2 separate regions of the Arachis hypogaea genome follow, and region 2 is linked to region 1. The links are chromatin contacts, called in public Hi-C maps. All regions are on one chromosome and are shown on one strand. The core of a region is the stretch at or near the end of the contact, and the rest is flanking DNA. Distances in the headings are between cores, read along the strand shown.

What was found. Hi-C and Micro-C count contacts between places; a contact is called where the count stands out from the background.
Region 2: a contact with region 1 is called in a Hi-C map of an unstated tissue, with 4 times the contacts expected there. The contact joins the promoter of LOC112732445 here to the enhancer-like site in region 1. A contact is called at or near these places in 3 of 8 Hi-C or Micro-C datasets (leaf and an unstated tissue).

The regions. Positions count from the first base shown.
Region 1 is chr13:101,542,475-101,546,945 of arahy.Tifrunner.gnm2.J5K5, forward strand. No RefSeq gene overlaps it. Among protein-coding and RNA genes, the nearest start is that of LOC112735173, 38 kb to the left of the region's middle. Within about 2 kb of position 1,822, at least 3 of the 3 cell types and tissues checked have open chromatin away from gene starts, as enhancers often do.
Region 2 is chr13:101,616,061-101,620,866 of arahy.Tifrunner.gnm2.J5K5, forward strand. It overlaps LOC112732445 (ethylene-responsive transcription factor ERF061-like), which reads left to right and starts at 3,193. Exons shown (of 1, transcript XM_025781165.3): 1 at 3,193-4,798. The coding sequence starts at 3,614. The coding sequence ends at 4,459.

The sequences.
Region 1 (4,471 bases), core at 572-3,071:
ATATATATTAAAATATAAAATATATTAAAAATGAATAAGATAACACATATATTTATGCACAAATAAATAGTGACAAATTTTAGTAATTAATTTTAGTGTATAAATAATATTTTTAATTTAAATAAAAAAATCGTTTCAATTCTTAGTTGTTATTTAAAAATATTATGCACATATCAAAATTAGTTGTTAAAATAAGTTGTTATGTATTTGTGTATAAATATATATATTATTTAATTTATTTTTAATATATATTTTATATTTTAATATATATTTTATATTAATGATTAATTTTAGTAATTGATTTTAATGTGTAGCTAAGATAGTTGAATATTATCTTAAAAAGAGAAGAAAATCATGCATATCTTACAAGTAGAAACTTGTTTATTATTTTGGTAGGGGTGGTTCAATGCTCCTCTCTCAATATATTTAAGATTATGATACTTTTTGCGTAGAGTGAGAAGCCACGGATAGCTCGTCACATATGAAAGTTAGGTTATCGATCGGTATAAGGAAGAAAAGACAGAAAGCAAAATCAAATAAAAATGTAGATCAAACGTTTTTTCTCCGTGATGTTATACTATAGGACTATAGGTACTTTTATGGTTTAATTAACTTCCTAATGAAAAGGATTTCCATTGTTTTAACTTTTAACGAAACGAATTATATATTGAACGTGTTTATTGATTAGACAGTGCAATCAAGTTATTATTACTATTCACTGTCTAATTGAGTCGCTTCTTTCGCTTTAAAAGTTACGACTTGAGAGTTGAGACTAGGTCTTGCTATAGTGTGAATAGGAAAAAAAAAGTTTGGAAAGTATATGAGGAATGGAGCCTTGCACGAATCACGATATCCTCTTATGTTCAACTACTAAAGAGACGCACCCCAAATTATATAAATAACAATATACCGTAGAATTTTGGTGCTTTCTTTCTGGTAGTGGAGGATGCATATTTTTAAGTAAAAGAAAGATAAAGAAACGATGGGAGATGGGATAGGATTACGATCTTCTTGGATGGTATAAATTGGAAATATTATCTGATTAGAGTGGGTGAGTAGTGTGGGGCTAACTGCATCTGCAAATGCTGAATGCTGACATAAAAAATCCTAACTTCCCGAGGTCCCCACTAACGGTAATCAAATTTTGGTTTCACCCTTTTCCGCAACACCTTCATTCTTCATTTATTTCATTTATATACATCTAGATTCTAGAGTATGCCCTTACAGTAATTGTTGACTCCTTTCAGCCACCTAGACATCATTTTATTTAAATATATAAAGAATTAGTTACCATCATCACAATATAAGATAAATAAAATTAGTCACTTATATATGTTTATACACTTTAAATTTGGTTCCAGTCCTATTCAAACTCTACAAAATTTGGCGGGAAATGATAGTGGATTACTGGATTTGGTAGACTTCCCGAGTTGGCTCTGTTAAAGATTGGAGCGAGATCAGCAATCGACTCGTTTTTATTTAATTAAACTAAAAAAGAATTGGGAAGAAATTTAATGTCCATCCTGAAAGTAAGTTTTTTAACGCGATAAAGAGCGAAAGCAAGGTGCTTGCTTGTTCAAGGTTACTATAGTAGTTAATACTTAATAGCAAGTAGCAAGAGAGGAAGAATAGAAGGAGCAGTAAGAATGTCAATCCGCAATTAACGTTTGAAGGCGGCGTGGGCCCCATGTAGAGGAAGGTGTGATCGCGATCAACGGTGATTTCATGGGCGCAATTTGAGGGAACATGATATGTGTGGTCCCTATCATGAACAGCCAAGCCAAGTGCATGTGAGTGCTCGTGCGCTCCTGGGCCCCACCACGTGACGCACAATAACTGTCTCGCCATGCACGTGCTCCCTCCTTCCTCCACGCGACACGTCCCTTCCATTCTACTTCTACACTTCTACCTAAGCTACTAGCCTACTACCCCCTCTAACTATTCGCTCATTTCGTTCTCCTGCCCAAAAACTAGGGAGAAAATCGTACACTCCATGCAACCCGCGGTTTTCTTTGTCAAATCTATGTAAATATTAAATAAGTTTGTTACGTTACATTACATTACATTACATTACATGGGCAAAATGATATTGTTACCAACTTCTCCATAACGCAGTAAAGGAGGACCTTGTGTTGCTATCAAGTTGTGGATGGAAGTGTTATCCAAACAGATACTGTGTCTGTGTCCCCTGTCTTGTATGCTTTGTTAAGGATCGGGTGGAAAGAAAACGTTAGGTATGAAATTAAACAAAAGTGATACAAATATATTATATTTATTATTTATCAGTCTATCATCTAATGATAATATTGTATTTACAAAACTTTTAATATAAAGAAATAGAAAAATCAAACACTCTTGCTAAATGTGAAAATATATGACATGATTTTTATGTTAAAAGAAATCAATGGATAATATCTATAAAAATCAAATTAGACCTCCCTTATGGGACAATTAAATTAATTGTTTTTACGTCACTACACATAAATTGAATGGGTAGATGACCAATATGAATTAGCACTCTTATGTTTTGTTTTTTTCTTTTAGGTACGTTTTAATAAAAAAAAAAAAGTAATATTAAGCAACTAACTATTTTCATTCAATATTAGTTAATTTTTTTAAAAAAATATTTTATTTATTTTTAGGATAAAGTATTAAATGTTTGGGCGTAATCCTATTTTGATTCTTAAAGTTTAAAGGTCCTATTTGAATTCAAAAAAGTTTCATTTAATTTCAATGTAGTATCACAAGAACAAAGTCGATAATCTGAAAAATAAGTACAAGCTCTAAAGGCACAAAATCAACCGTGTATACATCAATACATTATTTATTTATTTTTTTTACAATTTAAATGAAATATTTTTTATAAAACTAAGAAAAATGATAAATAAATGTATTGATGCATCCACGGTTGATTTGTACCTCTAGAGCTTGTACTTATTCTCTAAATTATTGACTTTGTTCTTGTATTACTGTCATGTAGGACATTTCGTTAATTATTTAATTTTGACCTCACGGTGGGACTACATCGAAGCTAAATAAAACTTTTTTTGGATTCAGATAGGACACTTTAAATCTTAAAAACTAAAATAGAATTACGCCCAAATGTAAATGACCAATTTAATATTTTATCTTTATTTTTAAATGTAAATGGTAAATTATAAACTTTTAATCATTAATATTAAATTATAAACTTAAACACTAAAGTTGGCTATTTTCTTATATTTAAAAAACATGGCACTCTTCTTTTGTATAGGTTAGACTTAGAGAAAATAAATTATAGAAACCACACTCAACCATTTGTTTTTTTAAATACAGCTGAAGTCTAGAAGAAAAAGGCGGATTTAGCCCTCTTAAAAAGATGCACCGGATTGGCAGATTTAGTTTCCAACTAAGACTGGGATCTGGTTTTTTTTTTTTTTTTTTGGACGTGCTGGGATCTGGTTTAAGAACTTTATAATGTGGAATTGTGGATGGATGAGTGAGTGTGTGAATAATGTAATGAACAAAAAATTATTGAATAAATAATTTATAATCAGCGAACAAACAAAAATGCAACGAAAGCTTATTTGTTTCTTACAAATATTGGGCCGTAATGCTGCAATTGACTTTAAATACATAGTTACCCAAATCGACTTAGCTTATCTAATTTTGGTTTCGATAACATATGGATGCTGGCGATATATAAGCCCAAACCATGCCACAAATGTATAGTTACCAAACGCACTGGGCTCACTAATAGAATTCAGAGACTCAACCGCCAACATTGAAAAAGGTCAAACAATTCAAAATATTAGCCCAAATAAGTTCACTAACTTGTTTTAAAAGATTCAAACACCACGACCCAAAAACAAAGAACTAAAGATTCAAACGTAAAGTCCAAAATAAAGAGAAGTCCAAAACAAGGGAATGTGGGGAAAGTATCTTCTGGTGCTTGAAGCACCAAGAAAAAAGATTTTTGATGGAGAGTCCAGATTACTTCAAATAAGAAATTGTTAGTATTATTAGATTTGACCCATGATTTAATGTATTTGCGAACCGGTACGGCAGATGATTTGGTCGGACAGGCGGTTTTATGCCTTTTTTTGGGATAGGATATATTAATGGGTGATTAATTAGTTTTTTTGGATCTGGCCACATGGCCCGCACCCACACAACCCACCGAAAATATACTGCAATACAAACCCAAACCCCCCTAAAAACAGCCCGAATGACCATGGACAACCCACTAAAAAATCAAAATGTATATTTTTAAGACCAAACATTACTCATGACCAAAAAAAAAAAAAGACCAAACATTACTCCATATGTGTATGATGTTACTCAAATCCTTCTGCCCAACTTCATCTTCTACAATGACATATGAAATATTTTTGAAAAAGTTTGAAAGAGAAGGAAAAATTTTTATAATAAATTCCAAGTGATTTCAAGAGTTAAATTAATTTGGAACTTGGTCTATGTAATAATAATAATA
Region 2 (4,806 bases), core at 1,943-4,442, 75 kb after region 1:
GTTGAGAGATTTTAGGGGCAATTGTTTATTTGAATAAGTGTTATCTGCCAGCTAATCTTCGCTCCTGACTTCCTTATAGCTCCCATGTGGTAGAGGCCTCCACTTGATCTCCTGCATATTCTGCCACAAAGTTGGTGAGACATTGGGCTTTAATTGCCGTCCGAGTTTCGTACTTTAAGTCGAACTCGGATAGCTCTATTGCCCATTGAACCATTCTATCCGCAACATCCGTCTTCTGGAGGATTTGCTTCATGGGTTGGTTCGTTCGAACCCTTATTGTATGAGCTTGAAAATAAGGCCGTAGTCTCCGAGATGCTACTATTAAGGCGTACGCAAACTTCTCAAGTTTTTGATACCTTAATTCGAGGCCTTGTAGGACTTTGCTGGTGAAGTATATAGGATGCTGCCCGACCTCGTCTTTCCGTATTAGAGCTGATGCTACAGCATTGTCTGCTACGGACAAATACAGGACGAGTTCTTCCCCAACTTTAGGTCGGGTCAGAATAGGAGGTTGGCTTAAAAACCTTTTGAACTCCTGGAATGCTTCTTCGCATTCAAGAGTCCATTCGAACTGGCATCCTTTTTTTAGTAGGGAGAAGAGTGGTAAGGATCTTAGTGCTGATCATGCCAAGAACCTGGAGAGAGCTGCAAGTCGCCCATTCAACTGCTGGACCTCCCTTAGGCAAGTCGGACTTTTCATTTCTAGTAATGCTTTGCACTTGTCGGGGTTGGCTTCAATTCCCCATTGTGTTAGCATAAATCCCAGAAATTTTTCAGCCTCCACCGCGAAGGTGAATTTTGCGGGATTCAACCTCATCCCATGCATCCTTATGGTGTCGAAGACTTGCGAGAGGTCTGTTAGGAGGTCGGCCTCATCCTTGGTTTTTACTAACATATCGTCTACGTAGACTTCCATCAATCCCCAAGGTGAGGCGTGAACACCTTGTTCATCAGCCTTTGATATGTGGCTCCAGCATTTTTCAGTCCAAAGGGCATGACCACATAGCAATAGTTTGCCTTAGGCGTGATGAATGATGTTTTTTTCTTGATCCGGCTTGTACATCGGGATTTTTAGAATCGGACGCTGTGTGGCCATCTTCATGCGACTCGTCCGCCATTACTGGTTGATCTCTTGGGTCCCCGGCAACGGCGCCAATGTTACGATGGGTAACCGGAAATTAGTGGACTGGACTCGTTGGGTTGGCCCAATCGTCTGAAGGGGGGAGCCTCTGACTAAGTTTGCGTCTGGGAGCCTCCGTCTGACTTGTATGTGTGAAAGAATGGGGGGTGGTACCTGCAAAGATACTCCGATGCTTAAGTCAGCAAGGGTCTAAGCAAGTCTAGAGAGAATTTAAACTTAGAGATACATAAGGGATGTTATAGTGGTGAACCAATAACCTCCGTTGGAGTAGTTCTACCTTTTAAGGTGGATAACCGTCCCTTTATTTTAGGGAAGTTGAGATATGACTCCTGGAAGTGGGTTGAGAGATTTTAGGGGCAGTTACTTATTTGAATAAGTGTTATCTGTCAGCTAATCTTCGCTCCCGACTTCTTTAGAGCAAGTCATCATTGGGTCCGATTTCTTGAGAAAAGGTCGGTGTCGAGTGGAGGCCAATCTTTAGATTGAACATTTTATTTAGATCTGGGCCTTAGTGTTGGGTCAGGATATGAACAGTACTTATATTTGATAGTTTAATATATATGAAAAATGATATTGTGAAGAATAGTAATTATTCACTTATACCTAAAATAAAACAATATATATTATATAAAGAAGAAGGCTAGGAAAATCAATATTTTAGTGAAACAACAAAAAATAGAGTAATTAATTTGAATATAAAACAAAAATATTAGTTATCTAACATTTGTCATATAATAATTAACAAAAATGTTATTCGTACACTAAAATCAACTACTAATGTATTTATATATAAATAAATATATTATTTAATTTATTTTTAATATGTATTTATATTTTAAAATATATTTTTAATAGTTGATTTTTTTTCTAAAGTTAAAAATAAAACTCGAATTCACGATTTTTAGGTGAGTATATAACTTATTGGCTTTTAATAATTGATTTTAGTGTATAGGTAAGATAGTCGAATAATTAATAGTAGTATAATAAAATGAATAAATAGATATATTAGAATGAAAAAATATAGGTAGACAATAAAAATATTAAACAATGGATATATTAGATATTCAATTTATTAAGTGTGTGAATAAATATCTTAATATTAAGATTTAGATGATAATTTAGAATGTAGTGTATTTTTATTTTAGAAAAAGTCTAGGGGACCAGCAATTTTGTTAAATTCTGGCGAGCATGTAACCAGCAAAGAAAAGTAAGCCATTAGATAAAATTTCACACCAATCTCACATCATTAAAACCATCATTAATGACTACAAATCACAAAAATTACTAGCCCCTAAGAGCACCTCCAATGGTGAGTTTCTCTTTGACTTTTTTCTAACATATAGGAACTCTAACCATTGGAGGAGAAAAGGAGTGAGTTCCTGCACAAGGATCAAGGTAAGGGAGTTCCTGTAAGCAGGGACTCAAATTAACCAATAATAACTTGCCATTTGACAAATTATTATAAAAAAATAATAATATAAAATCTAAAATAATTAAATAATAATTAAATTAGTAATAATTATAATAAAAATTATATTAAATAATTATATTTTTATTTAATTAATAATTTATATTAATTATTTAAATAATAATTAATTAAATAATTAATTAAATTAAATAATTAAGTTTTTATTTAATTAATAATTTATATTAATTATTTATATTATAATTAATATTAAATATTATTTATATTATTATATTAAATTATAATTAATTAAATTTACTTACATTAAAAAATAAATTTAATTTTTATATCTTATAAAATAATTTTTAGTTGAGTTGGTTATTTTTATTTTTAAAATTTAAAATGCTAATGATATTATTAAAATTAGCAGTTGTAAACACAAAACTATAAATCAGTATAATCTCGAATTATATATTGTGTATTATTATTATATATGAATTTATTTAATATTAATATCTTTTAATAATGAATTATTTTTAAATTTATAAATTTAAATAATATTATTAAAAAAAATTAATTATATTAATTTTAAGTATTTTAATTAATTAATTAAGTGGGACCACAATAGGGACTAAAGTTAGTTCCTCCTAATGGAGAAGAGAGATGCTTTGAGTTCCTATTTATTGTTTATAACGCAAAAGCTGATGTGGAGTTACTTTTTATGACAGGTGGGCCATAAACAGAAACTGAGATGAGTTCCCTACTGAAGATGGTCTAACATTCCTCTTTATTTTATTGGACTAATTTTAAAACCCATTATTAAAAAAAAAACAAAAAACATTGGCTACCTGACAGAGAGCGAGGGCATTTAAGTAATTTGAGAGTGTAGTTATGAAGAAGAAGTTCTTGTTAGCGTAAAATGTGGCTTCTTTGGCGTCTTTGTATTGCATGCAACCGTATATTCTACACCTATAAATGTCTAATATAACACGCTGAAGTTTGAGTTTGAACCCAAACTAAAGGAATTCAATTCACTCAACCCTATCCTTCCTCCTGAATCCAAAACCATGGAAATAACGACGGATGGAAGAAACACATCATCAAGGGAGGTAGTTGATGATATTGGGTGGTGTTTATCAGATCTGATATTATCATCATCGGGTTCAAACACGTTGGACTCAATCTTCTCTCACTGCCCTCCCGCTAATCCCACAGTGGCCTTCCAGCAACCGTTCGGGTGCTCCTCCGTCTACACCCGCCAAAGAAACATCCTGCAGAAGTTGTACGATCAAAGCCGAGTGACCACGAAGCGTTCTTGTTTTGTTGTTCCCCCTCCCTCGCCATGGAAGAAGAAGCTGTACAGAGGAGTGAGGCAGAGGAGCTGGGGAAAATGGGTGGCTGAGATTCGACTCCCTCAGAACAGAATGAGGGTCTGGCTTGGCACTTACGATACTCCGGAAGCCGCTGCTTATGCTTATGACCGCGCTGCTTATAAGCTTCGTGGCGAGTACGCGCGCTTGAATTTCCCTGCTTTGAAGGAACCCTCCAGTGATGTCCTCTTGTCTTCCCAAGATTCCATCAAGTTTAACTCTCTCAACTGCTACGTGGATGCTAAGATTCGTGCCATATGCCAAAGGCTCAAGCGAGAGAGGAGCATGCGCAAGAATAATAACAACACTACCACTAGTCCTCTCGAGAATCCACGGATGTTCTTGTCTAGTTCAAGCGCCGAGTTTGTTGAAGCAGCTGCTGGCGGTTTCATTTCAGTAGAGGACGGTATTGTTTTAGCAGAGTGTCCCCCAACAATGACAACAGCAGCAGATACTGAATCATCCCATGATTTCCAAAACTGTTCCTTAGCAAGACTGCCCTCCTTCGATCCTGACTTGATTTGGGAAGTTCTGCCTAACTAAATATACGTTTCCATTAAGTTATTATCTTTTATAATATGAGATATAACAATAATAAGGTACACGAATGCATCAAACATTTCCTCAAAGAACATCATTATCAGGTCACTTAGTCTTGATTTAGAACTGATATATCTTGGATGTGTGTTGTACGTTCTCTTTCTTTTCTGGGTAGTGGGTATTATTGGCATGGTGCTTAAGTGTAGGTCTTGTTCCTCAGAATGGGGACAGGTCCTTTTGTATTAAGTGGGATATGATATGATAGTTGTAATTTCGTCGGCCTTGTCTTTTTTTTTTTTTTTTTTTTCAATATAATGGCTAATTATACTGTGTTGTCTCTCCCATATTTC